2 separate regions of the Anser cygnoides genome follow, and region 2 is linked to region 1. A link is a contact called in public Hi-C data. All regions are on one chromosome and are shown on one strand. Each heading gives the region's core, a stretch centred on a gene start, on an enhancer-like site or on the middle of the called end of the contact. The rest is flanking DNA. Distances are from core to core; before and after follow the strand shown. Region 1 overlaps CD82 (CD82 molecule). Region 2 has its middle 28 kb from the start of C5H11orf96.

Region 1 (5,433 bases), core at 1,331-3,830:
TACTGTCTGCTATTTCTGGTAAGTTTTGTGTTGTTTTTTTTTTGAGGGGGGGTTGGCAGGGGAAGAACCAAAAGAGTTCTGGGATAGGTTGTACGTTTTTTCCCCTTTTTTTGGCAGACCAGTATCTTTGGTCTTGCTGAATGGAAAGATTTGCTTAAATTGGAGAAATGGAGTGTCCTGCAAATATTGTCATGCTGTGTGAGCATGACTGTATAGACTGAAAATAGCAAAGAACTTTCCCCATTTCCAAGTTGTAGGGACTGAAGACGTACTTAAATGTTGGCTTTCAAACGGAAGTGCGAAGTCCAGATGTCCTTAAAATCTGACTGCATCCCTTGCAAACATGCAGAGATGTAAATGGGTGCTTCTAAAACCTGCTTTGCTCTTTGATACCAAAATGTGGGTTAGTTTCTTTTTAGTATGTGACAGTAGTTTATAAATATCTAATCACTTCCTCTCATGCATCAGAAGTGTATTTCTAAAATACGTATTTCCGTTTTCCAAAATGCACAATGTGTTTGCTGTTGCAAAACGTGCTGAAAAACCTTCGTGATTATTGACAGTCCTGAGGGTGCTTTCTAATCTAGGATCTCACAGGATGATACTGTCAGATTATTGAACATAACAGTGTAGTAACTCCAGAAATGAAGCAGAAAAAGCTTCATGTCTTATCTGGTACACTGGGGGAAAAATCTAGTTCAGCAGTGTAAGTTGATAAAAGTTGATTCCTGAGAAATCTGGCCTTTGAGTGACATTGCCAACTCTTCTTGCTCCAGTCTGTCCCCCTCTTACTCTGGGGTTAGCAAGCATGCAAGGACTGCGTGCATGCCTGAGCCTCTGACGACGTGCAAAGGTCTTGCTCGTGTTGTGAGGCAGGTACGGTGACACCCTGCTCAGCGAGCGCTAGCGAGATCAAAGTCTGCTGGCTGCAGCAGTTACAGGCTGATACAGCTACGCTGCTATCTCCCCGTGCTGAGCCCTCATCACAATTTCCTCTAGCTTTAAAGGCAATCGTTTCCACTTCAGAAGCGACTAGCTCTAGAGTAGATGTAATGACAGAGTTTCTTCCGCATAACTTTTTTCCCCCTCCTGTTTCCAAAGCTTGTATTACTCAGAAATACAGGTTTTTTGCTTTGCCCTGATGCTTTTATTAGAAACTGTAACTGACACGGTGACATTACCACGTGCATAGATCTGCACCCACAAAAGTGGCCTGTTTGAGGTGGCAACCTTAATTAGCAGCCGTAATTTTTAGAGTCCAGCTTCTCCCTCAAACCTTTCTGCTGGAACTCAAGAAGAGACACCTCTTGGAAAATCTGCACCGTGAACATGATCATGTTTACGCTTTCAAGGTCACTACACTGCTGGTATTATCTCAGTGAGCCTGAAGAAAAGTTCATTGAATTCAGACCCGGATATTTTATTGGCTCAGCAGTTATTTGCTCACGGGAGACAAGCTGTACTTCCCAGGTGTGCTAAAAGTCCAAGACCTTTGAGTTTTAATGTCAACGAGATGAACTCCATTGTATATTCTTTGTATGTTACCGGAACCGTGCCCTCGGGGCAATGTTGTACCTGGTTACTGAGAGGCTTAGCAACTCATTGTTCATTAACCCGTCTGTTGTGTGAAGCTGTCAGGGCTCTCCTGCCAGTGACCAGGAGCCCTTCTGACTGCCAAGAGCTCATTCCTTACCTTGGTGGCTAGACAAACGTTCCCAGCAGCTGGGATCAGTCGGGCGAGGGCTCAAAATCCAGCGGCGGGTGGGCTGTCTCCTCCCCTGCCGTGGCAGATCCTGGCCCCCAGGGGTGCCCCTCTCCAGGTCCCCTGGGAGCAGGGGCAGCCGTGTTGTGAGCAGCTCCTGATCCTGGCCGGCTTCTGTCCCCTGGTAGGCCACTGAGCTGGTTTCTGGGGTAGGGAATCCTGCAAAAAGATTTTGACCTCCCTCCTAACCTGGTAAAAGCTGGTAGCAGCATATCCTATGGGTCGTGCCTTTGTTTTGTGTCCCCTGGGGTGGTTAGAGCCTGAGAGGTGGTAGTGGGGGAGCAGCTGGCTGAAGTGCAAAGAAACAACCTGCAATTTCTTTGTGGTCATTCCCTTCTCTTAAGGGAGAGATTCGAGGGGAGAGGGACCAGCACCTTCCAGGCCAGGCACGTGCATTCAAACGTGAACCCTCTTCTGCCCGGCTTGGCGCGTCGGGGCTGACTGTGCTCTCTGGGAGCCTGCGGGAACTTTGGACTTGTTTGCAAATGTGCTGAGGTGATTTCCACAAGCTCATCTACTCTGGCTTGCGTTAGGGTTGTTCCCGCTTGTCTCCTCTTTCGCTACTCTGGTAAATGAGCCCCATGTTTGTGCTGCGCGGTAACTTGGCGGCTGAGGTGTCTGAGATGCCAGAACTCCTCAGGAAGCGACCCGCGCTGAGGAGCGAGGGTGGTGCCGCAGTCGGGAGCTGTGCTCTCACGGCAGGGCCGCATGGCGCAGGCACGTACCGCGCTGCCCCCAGCCAAGTATCGCAGACTTCAGCGGGCACCACGCACGCGGCGCCGGCTAGGTAGAGGCTGCGCAGGATCTAGTTCACGACAGCAGCGCTGCAGTTGGAGCAGCTCAGCCTCTCTGCACCTCCACTAATGTGGTTATAACATCCGCATGCTCGCTCCCTCCTGCCTGGCCGCATGGTCGTGGGTGCTGCTCGCCACGGCCGCTTCCTGAGAGAAAGGGGCTGGGGGCGCCGCTCTGGGGGCTCCTCTCACAGAAGGAGCTGCTCCCCGAGCCCTGGTGGCACGCCTGTGCAGCTGCTGGCAAAGCCGGAGCCTGCCTGCCCCTCCTCACGGATCCTGGATTTCGTGCTCCACGTACCAGCTTCGCTGTCATCGTTCTCGCTGGGAGGATGACAGGCCTGAGAGCTGGAGGTGGCGAGGTGGCAGGATGCCATCTCTTGGTGCTGGTTAGCCTGTTCAGGCTCGTCTTGTGCCCCGCCTGTGGGAAACCCCAGGGGCCTGGGTCCCCTAATGCCTCCCTGCTGCTGTTAGCCCTCCCTCCACGTCCTGGGGCTGAAGCCTGGCTAAGACAGACCTAGGATTCGGCTACGCCAAAGCGAACCAGGTCATGTCAGCAACCAGGATTTTACTGCAGTAGTGCCTCAAAATGGTGAGCAGCTAGACGGGCATAAGCAGTCCTGAATACCTTTACAGGATGGGGCACGAGGCACCGAGAGAAACGCCACTGTGTAAGTTGACCGTATGGTCTGTTATGAAATCCTCTGCAGAGCTGCCGTCAGTCTAGAGAATGACATGGAAAGTTGGAGGCGTGTCAGCAGGATTGTTGAAAAGCCTGGGTGGGACCGCTTAGTAAAGAAAGGATGTAGTGAAAGCATGTACAAATTCAAATGGTTAAAGCAGTTGGGGTGGAGAGGAAAAGAAGGAAACAAACGACCGTGGACAAACAATTGAATTAAAAAGTTGCGGACGTTGTACATTAAACCTTTGCACGCCTTTCTGCAGGATGTTAAGGCTCAAAAGTTATCCAACTTCTAGAGGTGAATGGTCAGCTCTGACTGCCATAGTGCACGGACAGCTTTTTTTTTTTTTTTAGAGTTTTTTTTTTAAGGATAACAGAAGAATTGAAAAATGTAATATTTTGGTATGTGGAACCCTGAGGTATGCTGAAAGCTCAGAGAAAAAAAAAAACACTAAAAACCTGTTTTGCTTCTGGCTTGAACTGTCATTTGAATTATTTCTTTATGGCCAGAAGCTATGAAAGAGGTATATCTCCCTGTGGCGAGAGTGGTGCATAATGCTGCAATGCACATTTGGTTTTTGGGTTTTTAATAAAATATTAAAGCTAGCGTGCCTTACACAAATAGCTGGGAGTAGATGAGCCTTGAAAGCAAATCTTTTACTCTGTCACCTCAGGCATGGCTTCTTCCCCAGCAGCTCTTTTCAACTCGTATGACAATGTAATTATCTTAGATAACTATTGTAATGATCCTAATAGTTCTGGAAATCTGTTTTCCTGACTAATCAGAATAGCACGGGGCCGAGTAAGAAACAGCACGTGGCTACTCAGTTCTAGGAAGCAAATATACAACTGCTGGGAATTGCTCCTCCAGCTTGGAAATAAGGATTGTACCTAGGATGGGACATCTTATGGAAAGAAGGCCGATGGCTTGTGCAGGAGCCGTCTAGCTTATTTTGTGGCTGGGTTGAGGAGACGAAAAACTCTTGCATCCCCCACAACAGACATTCATCATCGCCTGGGGACCTGGCTGCCTAAATGTTCTGGTTGGATTGCCAGGCCCCAGTTTGAGATACTATTAAGAGAAGTGTTCATGGTGAAGCCAGAAAATAAGCCAGCTGGAAGGGGAAACTTGTCTTGCATATCCTCTCCAACTACAGTCTCAAGTGTTGGTCCCTGCCAGGATTCATGGCCTGAGAAACCATTCCTCCTCCTGCAGAGGGAAGGAGGGGAACACAGGCTGGAGGAAGCAATGTTCGTGCTGTCCCTGCTCAAATATTTGCTCTTTTCTGAGATACCTTCAAAGGGCATCGTGCTCCTTGGGTTATGGCTTTTATCTGATGGTAAGCTGGCAGGTTATTTGTGGCAGGAGGGTGCACTAACTTAAGTGAGGCTTATTTAATAAACTTGCTGCCATTAACCAAGGGTGAAAATCTACTAATAGAGTGTCTTTACTCACTTTTCAGAGGTTGGTAGTGGTGCAACTGCAGTGCAGTTCATCTCATACTGGAACAGAACCAGCAGATGGCCCCACCTGGGGTACCGGAGATGGGAATGCAGTGTGTTTGGTATCTGGTGTACGTATGGACCAGAAACTGCTATAGGATTTTTCCCTGGTTTATTTGAAGGACCTACTTTTGGCTCTATGGATTGCAGCATTCTGACCTGAGGAGGTGATGGAGATGGTGCTAGCCAGGTTGTGCAGTTGGGGCTCCTTTCACGTGACAATCACTATACAGATGAGATTTTTTTTTAAGATTAGCCTGTGGCACAGCTGGCTGAGATTGAGGTGGGAAAATGACCCAAAAACGCAGTGGCGTCTTGTTAAGTGCTGTGCAGCTATGGGCTTAGTGCGACTTCTAGCTGTGGCATCCTTTGAAGTCTGAGCAGCAGAGTTGTCTCCAAGCACAGAGCTCAGGCTCTCCCTCCTGGTAGTTGGAGGGTGACCATTGCTTGGTGGGAACACTAGCCAGTTGCCACAAGGCCTGCGTATCAGTTTAGCTCCAGAATTAACCTAAATTTTTAATAAGATTAAGCAAAAGCCTTTGATTGAAACAAAAGAACGTGCGGTGCTCCAGTGACCCTCAGTACACCCCGGCTGGTGGCAGGAAGCCCTGCTGACCTTGCTTTCCGCGGGGCTGGTTCCTCCCAGACCGGGCTGGTGCCCCCAGCCTAGTCCTGCGCTGCCTGTGGGTGTTGCT
Region 2 (5,433 bases), core at 1,056-3,555, 310 kb before region 1:
CAGTACAAACAGCGTATAGCTTTCCAGGCTCAGAAGTGTGGGCCCGCACCTTTATGCCGCTCTCATTTACGCTTTCATTTCAGCACTGCAAGGTGTTGCATCAGTAAGAGGGCAAGCCCCAGGCTGCTTTTCATTTTCTGCTGTTTGGAGCTAATTATCCAGGAGCTGGAGAAGTAATTGACTGAGGTGTAACCAGGCCCCACGGTTCAAATGCCCGCGGGGTGAGGTGGAAGAGGTGCAGGCCGTGGGGAGCCCCAAGGGCACCTGGCATTGCCACGCACCTTGTGGGAGCGCTGGCACCCCCAGCGTCCCCCAGTCCTGGCAGAGGCAGGCCGGCTGTGTGTGTGAGGAGCTCGGGCGGTGGCTGAGGCAGGGAGGAAGAGCTGTGGGGCTGCAGGTGGGGAGGGAGGCACTGGGTGGTTCGTGGAGACCCTATGGAGCCCTAGAAAGCACTCAGCGTGGTGCTCCCTGCGACTCTCACAGCAGGACTACGTGCGGCAGGGAATTAAAGCATGCATCCCCCTGGGGCAGATGTGAAGCCACCAGAAATGATCTGTAGGCCCGCATGAAAGCTACCTGGCAGCATTTAGTCCCTGCAGAGGCAGGCGTTGTGTCAAAACCCTGGGGCAGAGGACTGCCCTGTGCTGCACCTCCCCATGGAGCTGCCTTGCCTGCCCCGCATGTGCGCGCTGCTGAGCACGGGCTGTGTGACATGGGCACGTCCACGGCTCCTCGGGGGGCTGTGCAGAGAGCCCAGCCTCGTGCTCGGGGGCATGGAGATCCACCTGGTAGGGGACCCTTAAAGTGTGCCCCCTGCTCCTTCAGGCCCACCATCAAGCAGCACTGACCTCCTGCAATGCCCAGAGGAGTCTCTTGGGCTTTGCTCTTTCCACACACAGAGACACCTTGGTTACAGGCTTGCAGCCTGCTGTGGTTCACGGCATGCATCAGCCTGTTATTGTTGTGACACTGCTCATGTATTTCTTCCTCTCACCCACAGCCTTTCCGAGGGGAAGCTGTGATAATGACAGGACTTCTCGTTCTTTGTCACAGAAATCGGGTATAATTGCCCCATTTCAGCTGCTTTAAGAGGTGCAGCGAGGGAACAGGCTGGATTCTTGCTTCAGACATCAGTCATCTGAAGCATTTGGTAGATGGCACATCAGGGCTGGGAAATGACTCAACTGTCTTTGTTAAAAGCAATCTCTGGGCTCAGGGAATAAAATCAGAGGGAGAGAGCTGAGGGGGGCGGAGAGGGGCCTCGGCAGCAGACACACGCTGCCTGCTCTCCCCAGAGCTGCCTCTGAATCATCCCCGCAGCCACGAAGCCGTTCGCCAGCCCGGCCTTGCAGCCACGTCCATGCTGCCGGGGAGCCATTTCCCCTTGCATGGTCTGGTTGAACTTGCACCTTGTGCTCAGCCAACGCAGTGCATATCTGGCTTTGGCAGGGGAATCGGGGTGGCCTTCGGGTGAGGGCCAGGAGTTTCTCCCTGCTCGTGCACCGCTGAGCCACCTGGCCTGGCTTTTGCGGGTGCCACCTTGTGCCCCTGTCGCAACACAGGTAGCATCCAGCCAGAGATAATCCCCGCCGCAGGCCCTTTCTCCTCCTGGCTGGGCTCACAGAAACCTCACTGAGTTGGTCTTGCTTGGCTTGTGAGTATTTGTGACAAAGTGCTGATGGCAAAACAGGCTGCTTCTCAGTGGGCGTAGCAGGGATTGGCTTTGTTTGTTTTTCCTGCTGCCAAGGCCTTGCTTATCTAACCTCCGTTTCAGTCCTGTTCTGCGTGGAAATGTTTTTATTTATGCAGCTGGGACAGAGGCCCTTTCTCTTTTAACTCATCCAAGTTTGAACTTGTGGAAGAGAAAATCTCTCATGGCAGCCGTCTTCCTTCTGTTGAATGAAATGTGCCTGAAACGGGGATCGCACCGATGTGTGCAGGTAAAGCCTGCTCCTCCCCGTTCAGCAACACACCATGGTGACGTCTTCAGTGCATTTACACGTCCACTTGGACACATCTGGTGCAGCTATCACAGGCCGTCCTGGTCCCAGAGTCACCCCCAGGTCAGTAAGCTCCAGAGGCTGCAAGCCTGATGCAAGCCAATAATCCCTGCTCCACAGCACGCTCGGAGGTGTCGGTGTCACCGCATCTGGAGGACAAGATCTCCCTGATGTGACCTCAGGCTTGGTCTGGAGGCCATCTCCTGAGGTGCCACGTGCTCGGGCATGGCTTTTAGGCTGCTCTGCAGTCAGGCTGGGGGCTGTCTGTGAGGGTCATGGAGCAGGCTGTGCTCGTAGCTGCTCTCGTGCCATGGGAAGATGCAGCCCTGGATTTGGGAGGCCCTACCACATTGTCCTGCTGCTTCTGCCTGTACTCCGAGCACCAGCATCCCTGACTGCCAGCAGTGATTTGGCAATGACTGTTGTGACAGCAGGGGCCTGACTGCGTTTGCCCATTGACGTGACCCCTTTGATCGTGGGAACCACGGAGCCTGTTTTTTCTAAGCGAGCAGAGAATTCGGTCGTTGCTGAGCACATTCTGCCTCTTAGGATGCCTACTGCAGCTGAGAGCTCGATGGCCCTGGTACTGCGGCTGTACCAAGCACTGTGTGTTCCTAGACAGTACTGTAAAAGGATGCAGAAATGAGGCTTCTTACGCGCTGCTTCCTTTTATAGCCTCTCAGTGCACTAGTTTGTGTTTTTGTTTAAATGCTCCAGGCTCTGGGCTTTGCTTTGTTCAGCACAATCTGTTCAACACAAAGGAAAATAAGTCGTTAGTGGTTAATTGGAACGTGTTTTTCTTAGCTGTCCTGTGCTTTCATGGACTGTCCAGGTGCCTGTTTCCGAAATAAAGCTGCTCTCTGTTGCTCCCCTCTGAAAAGCACCTACCTATGCTAGGTCACGGCTCCACAGTAATTAATGAAGAGCTGCAGAGCTGGCCGGTGCTGTCTATGTGGTGTGGCAGTGTGTTTCTAAATACCATGACAAATCGGTTAAGGAAGCACGCGTGCACAATTTGCTGCAGCTGATGCTGCTGGTGACAGAATTAGACTGTCCATCTGCATGCTCAAAGGCTCTGCATTGATAACATCCTAATGACAGTTCTCATGTAGTTTGTATGAAGAGAAATTATAATTTTGGGAGCAAGCAGAATTGAATAGAGCTTGTTAGGGATGTTTCAGCAAAGATGATGCAGTTAGAAAACGTGTATGTTGTGAAGCAGAAACGTTTCATGGAAATATGTAGTTTGACTACCTTTAATTGTCAGTCTTCTGCTGGGCGGCTTGTCAGCTGTATCATGCATGCGACCTGGGTGCTGCACAGAAACACAGCTTCCAAGGTTTGCCCCTGAGTTACTGTCCTGTGGTCCTGGCATCTTCTGGCTGGCTGAGATGGGACTCCTCTTGTCCCGTGGAAGCTGGAAGCTTGGCTCCCGAGTGAAGTTGATGGGACTCTTAAGAAAATTCACTGTTGCTCACTCCCAGATAAATTTGCTGTCCCTATTCAGTGCTGAGCAGCTGTAATATCGGGGGAAAAAATGATAATTTTGTTCAACAGCTACCAACATCCTGAGCTACCTCTTATATTTTGGAAACACCACGCATCAGTGTTCCTGAAATTAAATTTCACAGATTTTCTTTTTCATAGGAAACTTGCAAAACTTTCTTATGCCTATTGGAAATTGCATTTCAAGCTACTGGAAACTTCTACAGAAGGGAATTCCATTGTTCAGCTAGCCTGAGATCTGACTCCCATCCCCTCGGTGCTGAGATTTTGAGCGGATGTGGCTGGAGCTGCTGGGACAACCACTCTGCTCCTAGATAGCAGTGGCTGCTATTGAAGAATAAATGACACTGCAATCTGAGCCTTGCTTGCACACAGGCCCAGGGGGCTCGTTCAGGGGAGACTAAGTGCAGAACAAGCTTGGCCATTTCTAAAACACTATGTAAAGAGACAGAAAATTGTTTTACAGGCTCTGATAAGATATTGCTATGTTCTGTCTCTACAGAATGAATCTCAGAAGGGACAAAAAATGTTAGCACTTCCTACATGCGGGAGATTTTACTTCCGTGAGAATTTGGTCACAGGTCTATTTAGTGCTTAAAAAAAAAAACCAACCACCCAAAAGAACCCAGACCTCTAGGAGAGTTTGTCTATTGACTAAAGAGATCCAATGACCCAGTTTTGTTTATTTTTTATCCTATTACAGAATAAAATCAAATCTGACTCTATCATGACTCTAAAGCCAGGGCATAGCTCCCACCTTCATGTCCAAGTTTCTTCACAGGATATTGAAATTATACAACTGTGGGTTGCTTTGTTTTTCTGTGCTACAGTTTTGTTGCCCATAAGTAAACAGAGAGCAAGGTCTTGATGAGGTGAATTCCAAGAACTGCAATCCTGTAAGAGAAATGCAAAACTCGCCCACAGCCATCAGTATTTACCTTCTAGATCAAATCGCAGGCAGCTGGGAGGAGAGTGCTAAGGATTAAAGTCCTGGCCTGGGGAAGGGTTCAAGCCGGCTGCTCTGCCACTGGTTTTATGTGCTTGTCAAGCAGTCGGTTCTTGGGTTGAAAGTGCAATAAATCCACCTGTTTTCTTGCTTGTACGGCTGGCAAAAGCAAGGTGTGGAGCTGGCTTTTCCTGGGGCTGTGCAAGAAATGATGGACTTGTTGGTCAAGGCTGGGAATAACGTGTCCTGCTTTGGCCATCCTGCTGCTGTCTGCTGGGCTTTGCACCTGGGGTGTTGTGGGGAAGCATTCATTGCCAAAAACTGCAGTATTTGTTTGCTTGAAATGCTTGATTGGTTCAGGTAAAAATAATTTATTTTAGGTAAAAATATTGTTTCAGCCATCTATGACTGAAGTGCATACTGACTTATTTGTTGATGTCTCTGTAACAAAATGTTTCAGATTTAGGTTGGGACCCTAAGAACTGGCTGCCTGTTACTTTCGGGGTGTCTTATCCACTCCCTGGGCAGAAGACCCTTGCCCAAACCTCCCCCTGCAAGGGCTGATGTCTGTGTGCTCCGTCCCCTTGGCTGCTGTGCTCTGCTGCCTGCACTGTTTTGTTATAGAAATGGGGGGCCATAAGCAGATAAAATTGCATGTTCTGGCTCACATACATCAGGTTTGAGAAGGGTTCCTTCAGCTGTGGTGAGCAGCCAGCACCAGGGCCACCCTGCGCTGCCTGACAGTGAACGTCTCCTGCTGGAGGGCTCTGCTTTGCCTCAAAGGACTCCTTAGGTTGGAGTAGGTGTGGCTCCACAGCCAGTTTCTCGAGGGATTGTCTCCTTTTCCTTGGGAATCCAGCTATTTCTTCTGATTCCCTAGGCTTTTATAGAAAATGCCCCCCGGAAGGGAAATTATTTGCTTCCCACCTAATAAAACATTTCACTTACTCTGAAGCCAAATGTTTTCAGTCTGCCATAAAT

What was found. A called contact is a pair of places that touch in the nucleus more often than the background predicts.
Region 2: a contact with region 1 is called in a Hi-C map of liver, with 2.5 times the contacts expected there. The contact joins two enhancer-like sites. A contact is called at or near these places in 2 of 7 Hi-C or Micro-C datasets (both in liver).

Annotation. Positions count from the first base shown.
Region 1 is chr5:13,922,723-13,928,155 of Taihu_goose_T2T_genome, reverse strand. All of the region lies in intron 1 of CD82 (CD82 molecule), which reads left to right. Among named protein-coding and RNA genes, the nearest start is that of CD82, 13 kb to the left of the region's middle. Within about 2 kb of position 2,580, at least 2 of the 3 cell types and tissues checked have open chromatin away from gene starts, as enhancers often do. A contact at or near this core is called in liver, where this site is marked.
Region 2 is chr5:14,229,588-14,235,020 of Taihu_goose_T2T_genome, reverse strand. No RefSeq gene overlaps it. Among named protein-coding and RNA genes, the nearest start is that of C5H11orf96, 28 kb to the left of the region's middle. Within about 2 kb of position 2,305, at least 1 of the 3 cell types and tissues checked has open chromatin away from gene starts, as enhancers often do. A contact at or near this core is called in liver, where this site is marked.